4 separate regions of the Mus musculus genome follow, and regions 2, 3 and 4 are each linked to region 1. Evidence: chromatin contacts called from public promoter capture Hi-C data. All regions are on one chromosome and are shown on one strand. Each heading gives the region's core, a stretch centred on a gene start, on an enhancer-like site or on the middle of the called end of the contact. The rest is flanking DNA. Distances are from core to core; before and after follow the strand shown.

Evidence for each region. Promoter capture Hi-C pulls out the DNA fragments that hold promoters and counts their contacts.
Region 2: a promoter capture Hi-C map of embryonic stem cells shows a contact between it and region 1, with 4 times the contacts expected there. The contact joins the enhancer-like site here to the promoter of Sycp2 in region 1. A contact is called at or near these places in 4 of 39 promoter capture datasets (the 3T3-L1 cell line, 3T3-L1-derived adipocytes, embryonic stem cells and 1 more).
Region 3: a promoter capture Hi-C map of embryonic stem cells shows a contact between it and region 1, with 3 times the contacts expected there. The contact joins the enhancer-like site here to the promoter of Sycp2 in region 1. A contact is called at or near these places in 4 of 39 promoter capture datasets (embryonic stem cells, hippocampal neurons, liver and 1 more) and 1 of 115 datasets of contacts at active chromatin or transcription factors (forebrain).
Region 4: a contact with region 1 is called in a promoter capture Hi-C map of the 3T3-L1 cell line, with 7 times the contacts expected there. The contact joins the promoter of 4930591A17Rik here to the promoter of Sycp2 in region 1. A contact is called at or near these places in 9 of 39 promoter capture datasets (the 3T3-L1 cell line, cranial neural crest, embryonic stem cells and 5 more).

Annotation. Positions count from the first base shown.
Region 1 is chr2:178,405,350-178,410,538 of GRCm38.p6, forward strand. Sycp2 (synaptonemal complex protein 2) reads right to left here and starts at 2,309. Exons shown (of 44, transcript NM_177191.3): 1 at 2,198-2,309.
Region 2 is chr2:179,926,416-179,931,604 of GRCm38.p6, forward strand. It overlaps Taf4 (TATA-box binding protein associated factor 4), which reads right to left. Exons shown (of 15, transcript NM_001081092.1): 8 at 2,862-3,009. Among named protein-coding and RNA genes, the nearest start is that of Taf4, 48 kb to the right of the region's middle. Within about 2 kb of position 2,901, at least 13 of the 459 cell types and tissues checked have an H3K27ac peak or open chromatin away from gene starts, as enhancers often do. A contact at or near this core is called in embryonic stem cells, where this site is marked.
Region 3 is chr2:179,568,601-179,573,789 of GRCm38.p6, forward strand. All of the region lies in intron 2 of Cdh4 (cadherin 4), which reads left to right. Among named protein-coding and RNA genes, the nearest start is that of Gm52541, 49 kb to the left of the region's middle. Within about 2 kb of position 2,786, at least 48 of the 459 cell types and tissues checked have an H3K27ac peak or open chromatin away from gene starts, as enhancers often do. A contact at or near this core is called in embryonic stem cells, where this site is marked.
Region 4 is chr2:179,412,078-179,417,266 of GRCm38.p6, forward strand. It overlaps 4930591A17Rik (RIKEN cDNA 4930591A17 gene), which reads left to right and starts at 2,859. Exons shown (of 3, transcript NM_026596.2): 1 at 2,859-3,023; 2 at 3,683-3,843; 3 at 4,395-4,803. The coding sequence starts at 3,763. The coding sequence ends at 4,697.

The DNA of each region.
Region 1 (5,189 bases), core at 1,059-3,558:
AGCAATGTTCACAGAATGCAACTGAATATTTAAACATGTAGTTTAATCAGCCAGTCTTTATCTCACAAGACCCTGTTCAAAACAGGGTAAAATGAAAAGTGAAATAAGACATAGATGATCCCTCTAGAGAGTATTTGTGAGAAATTAAAATACTCACAGGAGCAAGCTAAACTCTGTAAAGGACATCTGTGTATGTGCTAAAAATAAAAGGGTAGAAGAATTCACATACTAGATCTATGAACATGGATTATTTATTTCAACAGCGAGAAAAAATGTAGGAATGGGGAGTAAAACTTACCAAAAGAAAAAAAGAGAGCTTTGGAAAAGAAAAGAGCTTCCTTTTTACAAGCTAGCCTCAGACACATAATCATTTTATCTCCAGGCTACCTTCTTCCAGATCATAAACTTTTTTCTTTTTTTTAATAGAGCCTCTTTTATCTTAAATTACCTCATAGAAAAATCTTTGTTGTAGCAGTTGGCTAGCAAGCAACCATTAGAATATTGGGTAAGCTCATTACTACAAAGTAGAGTAACATTTATTAAAAATGTTAAATTGCTTAGGCATTTTAAGATTACTACATAAGGCCAATAGTTAATTCTAAGGAAAATCTAATATGGCAGAAAATATTAAAAAATACATGTTTCTATGAAAATATACTCATTTAACATACTTTGAAAGTATGTATTGTTTCAATCCTAATGATTGTTAAAAAGTGGTTATTTAACAGTGGTTGTTAGAAAATGAGAATATATAAAATATACTGATTTATAAATTAAGTAGGTCTTTATTACCTATCCAAAAATCACCAGCCCACTATCAAATATCCATAGTGAATACATTCAGAGTAGATATTTTGCCATTAGTCATAAAACTACCTTTATATCCCCTTTTACATTTTACTGCAGTTAAAGTATATCAATGAAATTGAAATCCATAACATTTTATTTCATTTCCAATTTGAAAATGTGATTTAAAACAGTTGACACTTAAAATATATTGTAGACATCTCGTGTATCGTTTCCTTGGGGCCAGCAGCTGTTCAGTGCAACCCTGTGATAATGTTTCACAACTAAAACAATTGGAAGTAATGCAATTTCCCCCAAGTGCTCTGAGCCATCTACACACAGCACAGAATAATTATGGCCAAAAAATATATTATGCTAGCCAGATGGTTCTATTTTCTAGTCTTCCTTTGTACAAAGGAGCCAACCAAGGAAAAGGAAATTTTAGTATCTATATAGTTGGATTTTTAAAGGTGGGGGGGGAGATAACCTGGTTACATACGCACTCAGCACATTACATGAATGCTGACTTCAACAAAGCTTTCAAAACCAGTTCTTTTGTGCTACCTGTCAAATAAGCCAACCATGTACAAGTCAAAGGGGAAGCTAAACAAAGCTTTTTCCTGCCCTGGGGAAGACTTTTAAAAGTTCGTTATGGCGCTCATAAATGAACCAGGAAAGGAAGCACCGAACTTTTCCCAAACAGGCTTGGGTCCAACTAGCAGGCTTTCAGCATGGCCCGATGATTATAGGACGACTGATCCCAGAGCAACTCAGAAGTAGGGAGACACAAGGGACATTGCAGAACACCCATGAGTTAAGCCAACACTCAAGCACATGCGCACAAAGCTTGCACACGTGAGCAGGCTTTGCACATGCGCGCGCAGTCCCCTGACAAAGCTGGGGGAGGGAGGTGGGTCCTCATCCGGGCTGAGGGACCGGACCCACATGGCCTTCCAGGTACTAGAGGCCAACCAAGAGCGCCGAGGAAGCCCCTGAGGCCAAGCCCCTGGTGCCCGCCCCGCCCCCAGCACACACACTGCGCATGCTTAGGGACTTGGGGACTCCGTCAGGACTAAACTGAGGCCTCCCCCGACTCCAGGCGCAGCCACGTGGTCACGCTCTTTACCACAGCCCAGGCCGCCGGGGCCTCGCGCCTCACAAACTCCTCACAAACTCCTCCCTGTATGGTTGCCCTGGATTGGCGTGACCAGTGCCGCCCACACCGCGTGTCCTCATCACGGCCACCCCGCTGACCTGCCCCACCTACAGCGCAGCACACCGCAACCTGGCAACCGCCTCCGCCCGCAAGGGCCGTCGAGTAATGGCGCCTCCTCGCCTCCCGGGCGCCAACGGAAAGTGGGAAGCGCTCGCCCAATCAGAGCCAGCCAGCCACCCAGGCCACGCCCCTTACCCGCAGACACTTTAGGCTGTGGGCGCACACGCAGCGCTTCTGGGAAGGGTCGGTCGGTTGCCCCACTTCCGATGACCCCTGCCCTGTCCACGATGGGTCAGCCGGAAGTGATGGAAAGCAGTCTGTAGGGCTCTCCAGCTGCTTTCCTATTCTGAGCCCCGCCCAGAGTGGTGATGCTGCGCTGGGGAACCGCCTGCCAGCAGGGGGCGCTGTGCCGTGCCAGTTCCACCTAGGGAGGAAACATGGCGGTTAGGAGAACCTGCAGTCACTGTGGGACTCCACCACCCCTCAACTAGGCAATCCTCATGCCCAGGCCATAGGGGAGTGCTGTGGCGCCTCCATTTTCCCTGTGCCCTAAATTTATAACATGGTGGCCCCGTCTTTTGACAAATTTCACCATCATGCACGATGCTGCCTGCTTTGCATTGCCGTGACAGACAATAACTGCTTTATTCAACCCTTCGGTTATCCTATGATCTAGTGGAAACTCCATGGCTTCACGTGAAGAGAGTTAAATATTGATATAGGTGGTGCCAAATCAAAGTTTAAAATGGTATTTATTATTAGTATCTTTATTTTTTATCTAAAAAGGCAATGGTTGTTTAAAAATACATAAAGCAGATGATTTTGCTAGTGTGCCCCTCAGTTGTGGTTGGTATGCATCCTTAGCTGTTCCTGGGGCATGAGATCTAATGTCTACTTACCCCACATAGAGCTCCAATGACAGCCCAAAGGCAGGGTTCCACCCATGTCTAGCTTAAATAACAGACCTTGCCCGGCTTCCTTACAGGATGCAAGTGACATCGAAGCGGCCGTATCACCGGATAACCTAAGCCCAGCATGGATGATTAATGATGGCTTCCCCATAGTTGTACCAGCAGAGATGCTACACTCCCTGAGGCACCCTTCCACCCCTTATATACCCTAGCAGCACCCAAGCCGACGAGCCAAGTGCAATTACCGCAGAATTACATCTAGCTGGAGAGGGAGAGAATCAGCTGACAGCCCAGTGACCACTGCACCCAATTCTTTGAAGGAATGTCAATAGTCAACAGGTCAATGTTTCTCAAGTCATAACAATAGTAACAGCTGCTCTCATGAAGATGACAGCTGTGATGCTCAGTGGCCAGCACCCCTTTCTGATTTAATTATGCTTTGGAATGTGCTTGAAAAAAGTGTGTGTGTATGTTTGTGTGTGTGTGTTCAAATCACAGAATAAAACCTACAGCGTTTCTACCTTTGGCTTAGCTAGAATTACAAACATCATTCCAACTTTGTGCCTTGTTAAACTGAATTTTGAACCCACTCCTCACTGAACTGAGAGTCTCATGCATGCCAGACAAGTGGTCTACCATTGATTTATATTTCCAGCTTTCTTTATACTTTCTGAGACAGGATCTAAGGTGCTCAGGTGGGCAACTTGAACTTGAGATCCTCCTGCCTCAGTTTCCTGAATGGCTGGAATTACAGGTCCAAGGAGATCCTAATTAAAACAAAACAAAAAAAATGTAAAACAACCTGAACAGTTGACAGGCTTTTAGAGGGTGTTTCAGATAATTAGTTTTCAATGATTTTTTTGAATGACTTAAGTACTAACAGTATATAATACAACATGTAAGATCAGAGTGTGTCAACCTCATCACCAGAGACTTACATCATCATCTTCACACTGGGCTTTCTTGTAATAGACTTACCATCCTCCATGATGCAATCTAGTGATTTCTCAACTAGCTGCTTGTTATAGAGACAAAAAAAAAAAAAAAAAAAACCAAAAAACAAAAAAACAAAAAACAAAAACAAAACAAAAAAAACCGTGTCTTTAAACAGTAACATGAATAAACAAAGTATCTAAGTCAATTTGTCAATTTGACACAAACCTAGATGTTATCTGGGAAGAGGGAATCTTAATTGATAAAAGCCTCCAGAAGATGGTCCCCTAGGCAAGCCTTCAGGGTATTAATTAACAATTGATATAGAAGGGCTTTGCTCACTGCAGGCAATGTCTCTCCCTCCCCAAGATCCTGGGGTGGGTAAGAAGGCAGCCTCAGTAAGCTGCTGGGGCAGGGAGGAGAAAGTCAGTAAGCAGTACTCCTCTATGGCTTTTGCTTCTGGCCCTACCTTGAATTCCTGCCCTGACTTCCTTCAGTGACTGACTGAGGAAAGAGACCTTTTCCTCTCAGAGCGTCTTTTGGTCACTTTGCTTTATTGCAGTAATAGAAAAGTAAGACAACTCATTGAATCTTACCCGAACTGTTTGTTTTTATTTAAAGGCTCGAGACCATAGAGTTTGAAAGAAAACCTTATCAGTCATTATCAAAATCTGGTTTCCAGTCACGAATTTTTTTTCTGCAGTGCCAAAGATTAAACCTCTTGCCTTGTGTTAGTCAAGCTAAGAGCTGTATCTTTCAACGCTTTTCACGTGCATTGTTTAAGTGCTTATTGGAAACAAGCTGTGGGCCATCTCTCCTGGCAGAGTGCATGGAGCTGGATAGTCAGTTGACTGTTAAATTTGAGGTGAGCTGGCTGTGGAACTCACCTTTCTGAGCCTCACTGTTTTCAGCTAAGAAAATGTGGGTTATTATCAACTGGACAGCATGACTGATTGACTCCCAACACACCAAAAATCTCAAATCTTGGCCGAGCAAATAAGACAGGGCACACTGAATGCTAGTTTTCTTCTTTCACAATGTGTAAGAGTTTGTACTCTGCTGAAAGTCACAGTGTAAGCTGGGCTCCACAGGAGTCACAGAGGACTATAAAAAAATAAAATAAAATTATCACTGCCCTAAACTCTGACCTATAGCGTAATTAAGATACTTTAGTTTTTATAAGCACACACTATTGTACAGGACTTCTTCCAAGCCATGGAACCTGGCTGCGTTCATGAGTTTGGCTGGCCTGCTTGCCAGAAACCATCATAGCTGGGCTTCTTGATGGTTGACCTTTTCTCTTGGAAGGAGGGGGTGGGAGGGGCGATAGGAGCTTCCCCTGA
Region 2 (5,189 bases), core at 1,651-4,150, 1.5 Mb after region 1:
CATCTCTTCACTCATCACAGTGACACTCTCAAAACTCTGAGCTCTACAGTGTACACGTATTTAAGTTACAGGGCTGGGCTGCTCAGTGACTAAGTGCTTGCACTGCTTTTTAGAGGACCCACACTCGGCTCCCAGCACCCAGTTCATAACACCTGCAACTACAGCTCCAAGGATTCAATGCCATCTTCTGAACTCTGTGGGCACCTGTACACACACACACACACACACACACACACACACACACACACACACACACACACCTTGGTCAGAATGCTGAGAATAAGAGACTGCAGTATGCTCAGCCCTAAATGGAACACCTTTACCACAGCTTCTCCCCTCAAGGCTTAGTGATCAACCCAGAAGGAGGAGGTGTAAAGACTCTAAGAGCCAAGAGACTGTGGAAGACCGCTAGGAAACTGTTTTCTAGATATGAAAGGCCCTTGCACATATAAACTCAAAGCAGCTATGGCTGCATATTCAACATCTGCTAAGATCAAGCCCATTAAAATCCCAGCATAGGAGAGGAAGGGAGAAATGGCTCCGTGATTAAGAACACTTCCTCTTCCAGAGGACCTAGGTTCAGTTCCTAGCAACCACATAATGGCTGACATCAGTTTCAGGGGATCCAACACCCTCTTCTGGTCTTCAGGGACACAAGGCACGCTCATGGTATACAGACATACATGCAGGCAAAACACCCACACACAGGAAACAAAGTTGTTGTGGTGTTTTGTTTGTATTGTTTGTAAGTCTAGCATGGATAGGAAGGGGCTCCAAGCTGTTTCTCCAAGGTCGCAGCCCTGGATAGGCTGCTCATGCTCCGGTCGATAGTCCTGTACCCATGCACGAAACCTGCAGCACCGACAGACTAAGAGGCATTTTTGTTGTTGTTGTTTTTGTTTTTAAATGCACAGAATTGGAAGGGAGATGTTGGGTCTCAAAGGAGTTGGGAGATGGGCAGGAGGGTGGATTTTATCAAAACATGCTATATATATGTGTGATGATTTAAAAAGATAAAGAAAAATACATGCTTACACCTGAGGGAAAAAAAAAGTCTTAGGAAAACTATAGTGCAAATCCAAGATAGTGCCACTGATTATGTCAGAACCCATCCCCGTGCTCTATATGAATCCCTTCCTCACCTGCACAGACTAAAGAAGCATTCTCATGTGTCTTTACAACACATACGTGATATGTGTGTGTGTGTGTGTTAAATATATATACATGTGTATTTTATATGTATGTATGTGTGCCATATGTATGTATCAAGTGTACACATGTGTGTTATGTTGTATATGCCCTGTATATGTGTGCCATATATATGTATATGTGTGTGTTATATGTATATATGTATGCATTATATATTGTGTGTCATATATATATTTTATATATATGTATATATATATATATCATATATGTGTATGTGCCATATACACACACATTGTATGTATGTATTGTGACATATATACATGTGTGTTGTATGTATGTCATGTGTGCATGTGTGCCATATATGTGTCATATATATGTATGTATTATATGTATATATGTATGCTTGGCATATATATGTGCCATATATACACATGTGTGTTATATGTATATGTCTCATACATACATGTGCCAAATATGTGTATATGTGTCATATATATATACATACACGTGTTGTATGTATGTATATTTGCCGTGTGCGTGTGTGTGTGTGTGTGTGTGTGTGTGTGTGTGTGTGCATGCATGCTCGTGCCCGCCTCTCCCCTTGTGGCTTTCTAACTGAAATCTCAAAGGATACAATAACTTACAACAAGGTTTAAAGATAAAAGTTTAAACTGTATGTAGCTAACACTTAAATCCTAAGTTTGTTTTTTTAAGGTTTAGTTGCATTCCTCATGCATGTTCTGGCCTATATTTCTCTAAACTCTTTTGGGGGATGGGGGGAGGGGGACAGACAAGGTTTCTCTGTGTAGCCTTGGCTGTCCTGGAACTCACTCTGAAGACCAGGCTGCCCTTGAGTGCTGGGATTAAAGGTGTGCACCACCACTCCCAGCTCCCTCCAACTGTTAAAGTACAAGAATGACTCCTGAGAGGGACTAAGAGTAAGCAAATATATGCTATATATTTAAAGTTTCACCTAGGAGACTGAAGCAGGAGAATTTCTGGAGCCCATGAGTTTAGGGCAAGGGTAACACAGTGAGGCTGCCTTGGGGGGGGGGGGGGTTATCATCTAAAGGCCTTACTTATGTCTGGTGGAAAGAGCTAATACAGAATTACACATCAGCAGAAACTCTATCATGACCAGGCCTTGAAATGGGAAGAGCCTCAGAGGCGGTGTCACACCATAGGCAGCATGATTGGGCCTTGGAGAGAGAGAACACCTTCCCTTCAAACCCCACGAACAAAGCAGCTTCCTGTTTTTTTATAGGCTTTTAGAGGGTGGGAACAACATTCATACCACACGATCTATACTAACTCTAGGAAAAACAGGGCAACAGGGAGAGAAGGAGGGAAGCCAGAGGAAAGGGGAGAGGGAGAGAGGAGGGCTGAGATCATGCAGACCACTGCACAAGGTGTGAGAGGGTCTGAGCCGCAGGGGCCTGGCTGCCTGCCTGCCCACCCAGGGAGGGAGACAGGCAGCTAGAAGGTCTAGCTAGAAGTATCTAATAGATACTAACCATGTAATGTATACAATTCAGGGAATTTAAAAATCACGTTGACAAGGGTAATGGCTTGCACAAACCTCATAAATGAAGTCACTGAGCAATGTGCGTAAATTAATTTTATCACAACGATTAAATGAAATCAAGTAGCAGTCCCACAACTGGCCATTTCCGGGACAAGCCAGTCCTGGGTGGCAGCAGCCGGGGCCTCACCTGGCTGCAGCTGGTTCAGTTGGATCTGCTGTGGTGTGGTGAGCATGATCCGGTTGTGAGGCTGCCGCAATGCGACCATGGGTGTCTGCGTCAAGGTCACCTGCGGGGGCCGGATCAAGGCTCCAGGCTTCGGGGGCTGCTGGATCACCTGGGGCACAGCCAGCATAGTGCATGAGCACACACATCCTAGGGGCCACCGCACTGACCCATGAAGCCAGCTATTTGCTTCATTGGCGCTACCCCAACCTTGCCCTGCCAGAAGCTCCAGGAAGTCCAGATGTACACCTCATTCCACATCTAAAAAAGCCTGGCCCAACAAGTCTCCAACAAGCCTCTGCACACAGCTTCAAAAGATTTAGACAAAGACAGAATGGTGCCACACCAGGCCACAATACAGCAGAGCAAGTACACGGAGCACATGAAACTCAGGACCCCACACATAGCCTAGAGGGCAGCAGCAAAACAAAGTTTACCGAGCTCAGGCCCCACAAGGAACATGGATTTCCCAGCCTGTCAGCAGACTGACACTGTTACCTGATGGACATACGTCAAATGACTTATTTCTATTCTAAATTCTGTTTAAGGTCAGATTATTTTTCTACTGGAGTGAAGATGGCTCTCCAAGTCCTACCCTGAACTTGGTTCTCTGTCCAAACACAGCCTGTCCACCTCAGAACCATGCATAGCCCAAGGGTGGTTGGTCCACACTGCAGGGCCTGCTCAGCTCTGCTGTCCTGCGTACAGCCTTGGCCCACAGGAAGCTCCCTGATGGCCCGACCATAAATCTCTGAGCTAAGAGCTTCCCTGGAAGAATTCTAGTTTATATAAAGGAGCCTTTTTGTGTGGCTGGTGGTGTACACAGTATCACAGTGTCTGCAGGGTTCTGAAACCCTTCTAGGATTTGAACTCCAACTCTGCTTTAAAAAAAAATGGTGGCTGTGTTTTCATTGAGCAACACATGTAACAGGACACTTGTAAAGGGCTGAGGTTGAGGCCTGCACCAGAACTGTTTTTGCAACAGAACACGGTGCTCACACCAGACAAGATGGGCAAGCCCACAGCAACTCAGGCCAGGGCTTTACACTGAGAAGCCATTAAATGGAGATACAGAAAAGTGGCTCACTTCCATGGGTTCTGAGATCCCCTGGCCTCAGGCCCAAGTTTGCATGAAGTTGACCTATCTGCCTCAGCTGTACACAAAGGTATAAGCAGAGACTGGGGTATAAGAGGGGGGTCAAGACAGCACACAGCAGTGACCAGGTGGCTGAACACACCATGTTCCCATATGTGAAAAGAAAAGTCACTGTTCTAGTATAACATGTGACACCGATTAAACAGCCTGACGGAGTAACTGATGGAAGAGGGTTATTTGGCTTACAATTCCTGGTCACAGTTTATCCCTGCAGGGAAGTCACAGAGGCAACAACTGAGACTAGTCACAGCACATCTACAGTCAAGAGAAACAAATGTAGCCATGTTGCCTGTCTGTGCCCTTCTGTGCAGTTAGCTTTCTGTGCCACCAACAATCAGGGTTAAGTCTTCCTACATCAGTCAAAAATCCAAGACATTCCCCACAGGCACACCTACATGCCATTCTGATCTAGATAATTTCTCATTAAGAACGCTCTTCCCAGATGATTCTACGTTATTCCAAATTGACAGTTAAAACCAACCCAATGGAAATGGCTCTGCACGCAATCTAGCACTCAAGGCTACAACTGACAGAACCAGGACTGGAGGTGAGACCCTCACAGAGAGGGCATGCTCTTCCACAGAACTGCCTTCTGGGTAAATCAGGGTGCTGACTGCTCAGGTCCCTCCTGAAACCATGTGAAAGCAAAGGACACAGGAACATCTGCCCACTGAGAAAACCTGCTCAGGTGTGGTCCTTCAGCCTGCTCTCAACTCTTCTCACTACCAACAGAGTAAAGACAAAAGCAAGCTCTAACAGGCCAGCCAGCACCCAGGAGTCTGGCCTCCATAACACCCACCCTGCAGACAGCACTGTACCACCTACAACTACTCATTCCTAAGCTGCATTTACAACAATTCCAATCGTCTGTCATCCACACCACCCAGAGCTGGGAATTAAACCTAAGACCTCATAAATGCTCTGCAACACAGTACTATACAGCCCCTTTCAAGTTTGCCTTTCATGTGTGGTGAGGCTATGCTGTTTACGGCAGGTGTACACATACTCTGAGTGCAACTCACAGTGAAGAGCCATCCTGCCTCTGGTGAAGGAATGCAAATCAGACAAAGCCAGACCCACCTGCCAGCAGCCCTCCGCTTGCCCTGAGCACCACTGTCGTCAGCCTACTCTATCCC
Region 3 (5,189 bases), core at 1,536-4,035, 1.2 Mb after region 1:
GTGATCGTCTTGTTAGTTAATTGATGTAAAAAGGCCTAGCCCACTGTGGGCAGCACCATTCCTTAGGCTGCGGATCTTGAATAGTGTAAGTAGGAAGAAAACTAACTGAGAACAAGCAGCCCCACTGCGTACATTCATATCTCTCTGCTCTTTCTTTACTGGGGATGTGATGTGACCAGCTGTGTGAGTTCTTGCCTTGTGACTTACTTCAGTGATGGCATTAAAAAGCAGTGTTAGCCTGAATAAACCCTTTCTCCCCTAAGTTGCTTTCTGTCCTGATATTTTTATCACAGCCTCAGAAATGGAACTAGAACAGCCACCATCCTAGCTATCCTGTTACACATGTGATCCACAAGCCACAGGTTGAACATACCTGCTAGAACAAGCCGATCTCCAGTTACTGATGCTGGTATCCATGGTTACTTCACCTCCCCAGTGTCAAAGATCACACCAGGCGGTATTGCCTAGAATTAACTCACCTGGGAGCTTCATCTTGGATAGTGGCCCAGGTCAGGACTGGCCTGCCTCTCGTACCTGCTTAGTTTCACTGAATGAGCCTCATTAGATTTTGCATGATCTAATTTAGCCAGGCTCTATGAAGACATTGTACAAGCCAGTCCCCTCTCTGCGCTATTTGAGAGAATAATACATCCATAGGAGAATTCATTTGCAACTCTAAGCCCCCAGTTAAAGATACCTCCAGGGACCAACGTGGGTAATTTGTAGAGCATTCCGATCCATTTATGAGATAGATTGCAGCTTGCAGCGAGTGGTGAGGCCCCAATCGGGCTGCTTCAGAGAAGGCAACCGTGTAACCCAGCTCTCCTCTGGGAAGGGGCGGAAACATCAGGGAACTCTAAGCAGCAAAAGCTACACTGCAAATTGCTTTCATGGCTCCGGTCCTGGGAGCAGGTACCTGCCTTGCGTTCATCTAAGCACATTAGCGAACTTCATAAAGCCTTAAGTGGCACAAAGGACACTTCATTGCCAGTCCCAGCTCCACCTCCTCTGTCACATATGGGCTCTCTCCTGGGTGTAACAGCAGGTAGAGTACACTGGGCCAAGCTGCAACTGGTGAGTCCTGGCCAGCAACTTGGGGAGGACCCCTGTGAAGTTTAAGAGCTTTCTTATCAGCCTACCTCCCCCACTTGTGTCTCTCCCCCCTGCTAGCTTCCTGCCATAAAGTCCTCACACCTATTAGTGGTCAGCCTGTGCATTGTTTATAACTTGGGCTTCCTTGGTGATGTGTGACAGCCAGCAGTCAGGACTTTCACTCCTTCCTCAGAGCACAGACCCTGCCGGCTGCAGCTGTTGCCACCCCTCACATTGTGCCCTGCACTCAGGTCAGGTGGTGGGGAACATGGGGTTTTCCTTCTGAGGCCACAGAGCTGGGAATCAGTGAGTGAGTTCTCTGCTAACTGTAATCCACCAGGCACAGATGATCCCTGCATACAGTGAGCGATTCACATCATCATATCCACTCACTGCACAGAACACTGGGGCTCTCCAGAGCAGCATGGGCGACTCTAGAGAAGCCCCTAGAAGGCAGGAGAAGGAGCTTTGGACCCAATGGGGATGCAGGAAGGCTCGTATCTAAGGCTCCCCACTCAGGACTTCAGATCACCTGCCCCGGTAGGTGCACCTTGGCTCCTAGGTGCTGACCAGCCAGCTCCCCTGCACTTAGAGCTCCCAGCAAGTTGCACAGAAGCGTGAGGGCATATTAACAGGAAAAGTAAACACAGTGTGAGCAGAGCAGGATCCACAGCTCTGGGGGCTTGCCCTTGTCACGGTCAGTTCCGTAGTAATATTGCTGTCTCTGGCTCCTGAGAAGTCTCCTGTAACTCAGGTGGCTTTTTTTGCCCTGCAGGAATGGCTGCTAAGCCTTCATTCACATGGATTTGACCTTCCTTGTGGAGCCTCCTTACAAGATGAATTCTCAGCTCCCAGAAGCCTGCGCATTCTCTGGGAAGCTACCAGAGGGGTCCCTAATCTTTAGGACATGTCCACAGGTGTCATGAACAGGCTTTGAGAAAGCTAGCTGCCCTGGTGGTGTGAGCCCTGTATCTGTTGTCTCTGTGCTGGCTCCGAGGAGGATGGACCCTCACCTCTGAGTCTCTGGAGTCCTTCTAGCTAGGCATGATGTGGATACAGCTCGACCTTCCTCTGTGTTCCCCACCCTTATCCCAGCTCATCCAACCCCGTCCCTCCAGGGGCCTTAGCGGGTGCTGTTCCTTGTGTCTGAGGACCCTTCCATGGCTGGCCAACCCTTCCTGTCCTTCCTATCTCAGCTCCCACGTCACCCAGCCCTGGAGATCACTTACCACGTCAGCTGTGGCCTGCTTTCCACTTCCTCCAGCCCCTGGCACTCTACAGGGGAAGCAACCAAGGTCTCGGAAGTCACCTCTACTTCTGAGGGCACACACTAATCTTGGGGCCACCCTCACTTCCAAACAGCGGGCTGCAAACTCTGGAGTTCCCACAGCTCTCCTGGGATGGTTATTTCGTAGAACTTGTGTGAGAACTCAGGACCACACTAGCTAGACTCACTGTTTGAATCACCTGTGTGTGTAGGGTTAGGTTTGCACAGGAGGGCGGTGGCTTTACGGGCTTCCTGTACTTCCTTCTTTGTTTGCCAGGGGGCTCCAATGGACCTTGGCGTTCAGAGTTCCCAGACGCTCCATATAGTCAAGATTGGTTAGCTTTCTGGATTGGGTGGAATGGAATCTCAGCCTTTGGAGCCAGGCTGGCACAGTCTCCAGCTGCCTGCCTGGGGTTAGTCTTCCTGTGCCCAACCCCCATTACAAAACCCATAGGGGGCTAACAGTGAGTCACCTCATTAGCATAACAAAGGCACTCCCACTTCTCAGGAAATCTCAAGAGTTTGAAGAAGCTCCTGCCAGGACCCAGGAACAGAGAGCAAATTCTTCAGGACACAACAGGAGAGCTGTTTCTTTGCCTGCCCTAGAGAACGCAGGAAGGATCCTGGCCCTCTCTGCCCACTTCTGTGTGTGCATAGGCCTCCATACACACATGTGCGCTCTCTCTCTCTCTCTCTCTCTCTCTCTCTCTCTCTCTCTCTCACACACACACACACACACACACACACACATGCTTATATACATGCACACATTTAACACAAGCACACCAGGCCTACATTTATAGATATTTGCATGTTTACATGGATTAAAGTGTAACTACTTACATACATACACATGTGCACAGACTACATACTTTGCTTGCATGCAGTGCCTACATTCATGTGTGGTTCTGTGCTCATATGTATTTGTGTTCCAACTTGCACGCTCTGTGCTCATATGCGTTTGTGTTCCAACTTGCACGCTCGCATATTCCTGCTCCTGTGTGTGTTCCTCCTTGCTTGTCATACCCGAATTTTACCGTGAATTTATTTACCACGAATTTATGCATCCATGCCCAGTGGCAGACAGACACATGGAGCCTGTCACAGGCTCCCTAATTCCAGCGTTCAAAGGAGGCAGCCAGCGGGCCAGCAGTAGACAGGTCACACAGCCAGCAAGCTATATCTGCACTGTCTGTCCCAGGTAGCTCACAGGCCCTGCCCTTTTTTACTTATTTGTTTGATTTTTAGACAGAGTCTCACCCTGCACCCCAGACTGACTTGACACTCACTATGTAATCCAAGCATGTCTGTGACTTACAGCAATCCTCCTGCCTCAGCTTTTCATGCACTAGGTTTACAGGCATGCACCACCACACCCAGCAATTTTTGGCTCTCTCTTGGATGCTTTTCCAGCAGGGAAATGGCTGTTCAGAATCCCAGGCCCAAGGAAGAAACCTGTCTATTTACCTTCGAGTACTTTTTTCCCTTCCTGGCATATGTTATTTTCCTCTGGCAAGATACCTGTTTTCTTTGGAACGGTGTTCACAATGATAGCATTTAGTCACAGAAATAGCAGCTGTCCTCCTTACCAGTGACACAGCAAAAAACCGCAGTGGCTCGGGGAGCACCCGTCTCCCTCCCCCAGGCTCAGGACATCCTCATATTGGGCACTGATTACTAAATAAGATGTGTAGGCTCCAGTCATTCCACCCGAGAGGGGCTGCAATCAGACCTTCAGCAGCATGGATCTTCCAAGAAGAGAGATGCGCCTTTTCAAACTGGCTCTTCTGCACGGAGGGAAAAAGGGCCAGACAGCTGTGCTGGGCTCTCCAGTTGAAGTTCTCAGCTTCCACTGTGAAACTTAGTGAATGCCATTTAAAAGAGACTAAATCTCCAGATGCCCCCTGACCCCCTGATCCCTCCACCCTCCCCACCATGTATCTCACCCTTTTGTTGATTCACCCTGAACACTTAGGGTCTGTGGCCTCCTCCTCGGATGACTGATGATTCGATATGCAAGGCCTGGGGGCCATACTTCATCAAACCACAACAGACAGAGAGGTAAGACAGTGACCAAGCCACAGATGACTCACGGCAGTGGCTCACCAAGCCTGGGCTAGGTCCTTCCACGATTCAATTCCCAGCAACCACATGGTGGCTCACAACCATCTGTAATGGGATCTGATGCCCTCTTCTGGTGTGTCTGAAGACAGCTACAGTGTACTCGTACATTTTTTTTAAAAAGCAATAAAAATACCAATTACAAATGGTAAGATGGCTCAGTGTTAAGGTAAAGGCTTCACTGTCAAGCCTAAGGGCCTAAGTTCCATCCCTGGAACCCACACACTGGAGCGCACACACATGCACACAAGCAAATAAAATAATATGTAACAATAACACTATCATAAATATCAGTAAACCCACCAGGATGAAAACGGGGCTCCCCCAAAGAAATCCAAATTAGAAGCTGAAAACCAAGCAGCGTGCAGTTGGCAGCTTGCTTCTGAGCTTGCTTCTGAGGGAGCCGGGAAGCCTTTCTGTGGAGTTTCGGCTTTGTGGCGCGTGTTTTGTTCTCCTTGAGAGAGCCTCGTAAATCAATTGGACACATTTCGCTATAAAAGAAATATTTTATGTGTGGAGTGCTTTCTTGAAGATTTCTCTCTCTTATCCAGGGTTTGCGGAAGTACGAAATAGCCTGTGGATATAATGAGTTGGCCACAGTCCTTAGCTGTGCATGCTGAATATCACTGTTTATGCAGAATTTGAGCGTCAGAGCTTTCTTTGCGTGGATGGGCTGAGGAAAGTATACCCCAAATCATGAGATGTGAAA
Region 4 (5,189 bases), core at 1,609-4,108, 1.0 Mb after region 1:
CCACGTGTAAGGCTGGTGGACGGCCGTACAAGCTCAGCCCACACAGCACTAAAGTCTGGGGCCATGGGTTTCCAGGGCAAATTTTCCCTCCTCTAAATCTAAGTAGACCTCCCCGACCCCATCCACACCCCACACCCCTACCCCCACCACTGTGCACTGTGAACTGTGCAGTGCCCTGAGGGAAGACTCAGCACCTCACCTCATGTGGAGGTAGCCAATATTTGGGCTCCTGTTTCGGGATGGAAGTGTGGCTTGGTTTGCCATTGCTGAGAAGTGGTAAGCTCTTGCCTGTCCCTGCCACTGTGCTGGGTTCCCAGCAGCCATGGGTGCTGTCCTTCATGGAGAATTCACTTTCTCTCTGGGAGCCATGCATTTTAAAGGGATGTTTTTCTCATCAGCATCTGGGGCGGATTTTAGTAGTTTGTCATATCTCACCCATCGCTCTGCCAGAGGCATCCTTTCTAATAGCTGCATAAAATTCCACATTATAAATGTCCCAAATTTTAATCTTTGATGGACAGATAGTCAGTTTGTTTCTGGACTGCTCTGTTTGTTTTTGATACCAAAAGACTCTTGGGCATGCATATTCATGAGTGTGTGCTCTCGTTTCTGAAGGATCGTTCCCACATCAGAGTGTCTGCCTCTAATTTACGTCCACACCCACACATGTGTTTTGGGTAGACACTGACAGTCTCCAGATATATCCTCCTTTCCCCAACTTGTTACTTCTAAATTCTTATACCTACATACCAGCTGTAAGATGGTTGTTATACACACTTGAGTGTGCATGGAGATGAGTACAATGCACACCCCCACACACATAAACACATACAAATGCATATAAATGCACACACAGTAACACACATGCACACACACTTGTACAGTTTTGTACACCATCTAATTGAGCTCTTAGATTCATAGCTATTAGGTCACTTTATTAATAAGCAAATCAATAACATGTCCTTAAAAGCAGACACCATGACTGGGATGGCTATGATGTTAAAATACTTGCTATACAAGCATGAGGAGCAGAGTTCCCGATCCCTTGCCACACCCCCTCAGAAAGCAGTGTAAATCCTGGACAGCTGTGCTGACTTGGCTGCAGTCCCAACCTCAGCAGGAGGAGACCACAATCCCCAGGATGAACTGGTGAACAAGAGTCAGTCTATTGGTTAGATCTATGTTTGATTGAGAGACACTGAGTGACGAATAAGATGGAAGAGCACTCAGCAGTGGTCACTGCTATCAACCTCAGGTACATTCACACACACACACACACATATATATGTATATATATCCATGTACATACATACATAAATTCACACACATATACACACATGAATATATACACACATATAGACATACATATGTACATACATACACACACATATATATACACATATGCATACACACATATATATAGACAGACATATATAAATACATGCATACATACGTATATACACAGGCATATATACACATACACACATATACACACATGAGTACACATACATACACCCATATACACATACATACACACATATGCATACATAATACTCACTTATACATACACATATGTATACACATACATATACCCATATACTCATAAATACATACACACATATACATACATAATACACACCTATATACATACACACCTATATACACACATACAAAAATACACACATACAATATACACACATACAAACACACAGTTACATACAAAATACACACATACATACATATATGCATACACACATATACACATACATATACAATATGCACACATATACACACATGCATATATATATATATATATATATACACACACATACATACATACATACACACATACACACAGAGACACATGCAAACACATGAAAAGCAGGGGGAAAAACAAACGAGCCTTCTCTTGCCCAACGTGACACAGTATCACTCACTGTGCTTCCACCCTGGCGACAGTTATAGGACCCGATCTTATCATCTGAAATTATTTCCATAGTCAATTTTTTCCAATTGTCTCAATAATTCTTTTTATATCTGCTTTAATTTTTAATCCAGGAAAAAAATCCAGGGTAATTAAGGATCAGAAATTCTTTGGGTTGCACGATTCCTTTAATCCCCTCGAATCTGGAATAGCTCCCCAGACTTCGTCTCTATTTTCTGCTAAGGCACTGATCTCCTGGTACATCTGGGTAATTAATTTGCAGACGACCCCTCAATTGTACTTATGTGATCTGATCCTGGATAATCGTGTTCGTGAGGCAATGTCCCCTTACTGCGCAGTCCACTGGGGTTTAAGAAGTCACCAAGTCCTTTGTTCAGTCTCTTGAGCTTGATCACCACTCTGGAGTGTCTGTCAGCCTCCCGGCTTATTAAGTCCTCCTTTGCCCTCAGTAATTAATAAGTAACCATGACACTGGACTTCTCGGTGGTGTAGACAACCTCTCCAGCGGGCTCCTTCATCGCGTGCTGTGAGCATCCATTGATGTCCTTGCCTCAATCAGTTCTGATCACTGTGGCTGGGAAGACTCATTTCATCCCGCTCCTTCAGGGGCCGATAATTCTACACTTTAAAAAAAAAAAAAAAAAAAAAAAAAAAAAAAAAAGCTTTTTCCTGCCTAACTCGTATTTATTTGGTTGTTTAGAAGTTAGTTGTTTGGCAAGGCTGAATGTGGTTATGCACATGGATTTTCGTCCCCCTATTTGATGGGATAAGTTTTCATCTTTCTTCCTATGCTACCGTTGCGTGGAGCCTGGACCACTGGAGTCTCCTTCAGCCAGCTCGGCTGTTCCACTGCCCTTCCTCTGTTCCCAGCATTCCCAGTTTGGTGGTCACATGATCTGCCCCAAAGCCTTCTGGGTCCTGGCTTTACCTTGCAGTTAGGGGATATCCTGGATGCCTCACGGCTTCATTTCCCATGGCGGCCAACACATTGGTCGTTTGTATACCATTCTTCGCTTGACTTTGATGGCTGCATCTCACAGTCCCTCTTCTGCATCCGGCTGAGTTTGGGCCTCTTCAGGTAGGATGGATCTCGCTCTTGTGTGACCTTCCCTGGCACTGTAACAAGCCGCTTCTGGCTTCCTGTTCTTGGAAACTCCACTCACCCCAGTGTCTGAAATGGGGAAAGTGGTTTCCAGTCCAGCACTCAGCCTCTCATGCTTACACGTCACCTTCTTTCTCTGACACCTGCTATCTCTACCAAGTCATTAAATCTGCCCAGCTTGACCCAGAAATGTCTGGAATGTACATTTCCCTCTCCACCTCCCTCTGGCTGCAGCTTTCATCCACACAGTTGCCTGACTTCCTGCTAGAACTTCATGCTAGAATGCATGAGACCCTTGGCAACACTACTTTCTGTCTGGGAGAACTCCTATGCTATTGGAACACCATAGCATCTGCCAAGCTGGTCGTATTCTCTCTAAAGAGGGTAAGCCAAATCAACATGCTGGACTCCATGGGTTATGGGCTGAGAGACCCAACAAGGCTTCTTCATGCTTTTCTCCGTCTTTGTGCCACAGCTGAGGCTCAGCAGTCTAAAGGCAGGGTGCTAAGCTGATCGACCGAAGAGCCGAACATACATGACCTCCAGAATGACCATGTGTGGCTATGTCCCAAGCACACGCCCAGGCTCCTTCTACCACGTTGATACAAACTTAAATTTTGTCTAACTCACCCCAGATCCAGCTGCCACCACACTGCACAGGAATAAAAAAACGTCCCTCTGGGAACCGGCAGGAATTGTGACTCGTGATATATAAATGCAGATGGGTGACATTCTCTCTACTCACCTGAATGAGCTCCCGCATCCCCTGGGCCAGCCACACTGGGACACACACAGAGTAAGTATTCATACAAGTAATGGTACTGAAGCCCCTTCTGAGCATATATACTTGGGACCTTCAACTAATGATTTCCATGTGCCTAATACCAAAGGCATGAAGTCACACTTCCTTTATTTAGTCTGAGTTGATTTTCTTTACACTGTACAAAACGCCTTCCAGACTTGAGGGCTGGGATTTGGAAAACAAACTCTTTTCCTCCCTTCGCTGCCTTCTTGGCCCGATACATTGCATTCACATCCTCTTAACGTGTTCTGGAAGCAGCTCGTGTGGGTGTGTCCACCGTGAAGTCATTTATCTGTTCCGTCTCAGATTGGCACTGACGGCTCACAGTGTCCTGAGCCTTGCTGAGCAGCACCAGGTGTGTTTGTAGCTAGTGAGGATGAAGAAGCACTCCCTTCCACAGGCAGAAGAGTAAAGATGAGGGGCAGGTACCTGGGAGTGGGCACATTATGCTTATGTTGATGATGTCTCCATTGTATATAGACTAATATGTTCTCTTCACTCTATGATCAACCCAGGTTTTTTTTTTTTTTTTTTTTTTTTTAAAGAGGTTAGCCAAGGCTCAACCAAGAAAGGCTAGCCTTACATGTTCAGGCGAGCTCCCAGCATGCTCTTTTGTGCTACTCATGGTCACCGAGAGAACATCAGAGGCTGCCTCTGTTCCAGCCAGACTTTTCCCCATCTCTGAACCCCAGATTCTTCAGTTCTTCTCACTGAAGTCAAGAGTAACGCACACAGCCCAAGGCTTGTTACAGAGAGCGTCACTCGCCACCCGTGTTCCAGGCAAAGTGCGTCCTCTTCAAGCCTGCGCACTCAGCAGCTGCCACTGGACACATAAACCATCTCACTGAACACATAAATGCCAGCGTTGAGGCCCTAGCGGGTGATGAGTCCTACCTGTTCCCAAGATTTACATCCAGGGTGTGAAAGTCAATAAAAACTAATTAGATGTTTACCTCATTTCCTTGGTAATGACCCTTACATGCCACTAATTGTCAAATTGAATCTATATGCAGACGTTACCTCTATCAGGGTCAGGGCTAATTTCTGCATACACAAAGAAACAACACTGTGGTTATTTATACCCGTGGCCGGCCAGCATGCTTTGCGCAGATGCTCGGGAGCTCATTTCCATAGGAGGAGGAGCTGCGGCCGAGTTTCAGTATGCTGAGCAGGGGAATTAGGTATGCAACAACCATTCACAATAATGAGAGTTATGCACTTAATTCCCTGGCATCGCTTTAAAATTTGTTTTATTAAATAATGCTGTAATGTTATGTTAAGTAACATTGGCTTCAGCCTCATTAAATAATCTCCTTAACTATCACACTGGAAAACTAGTA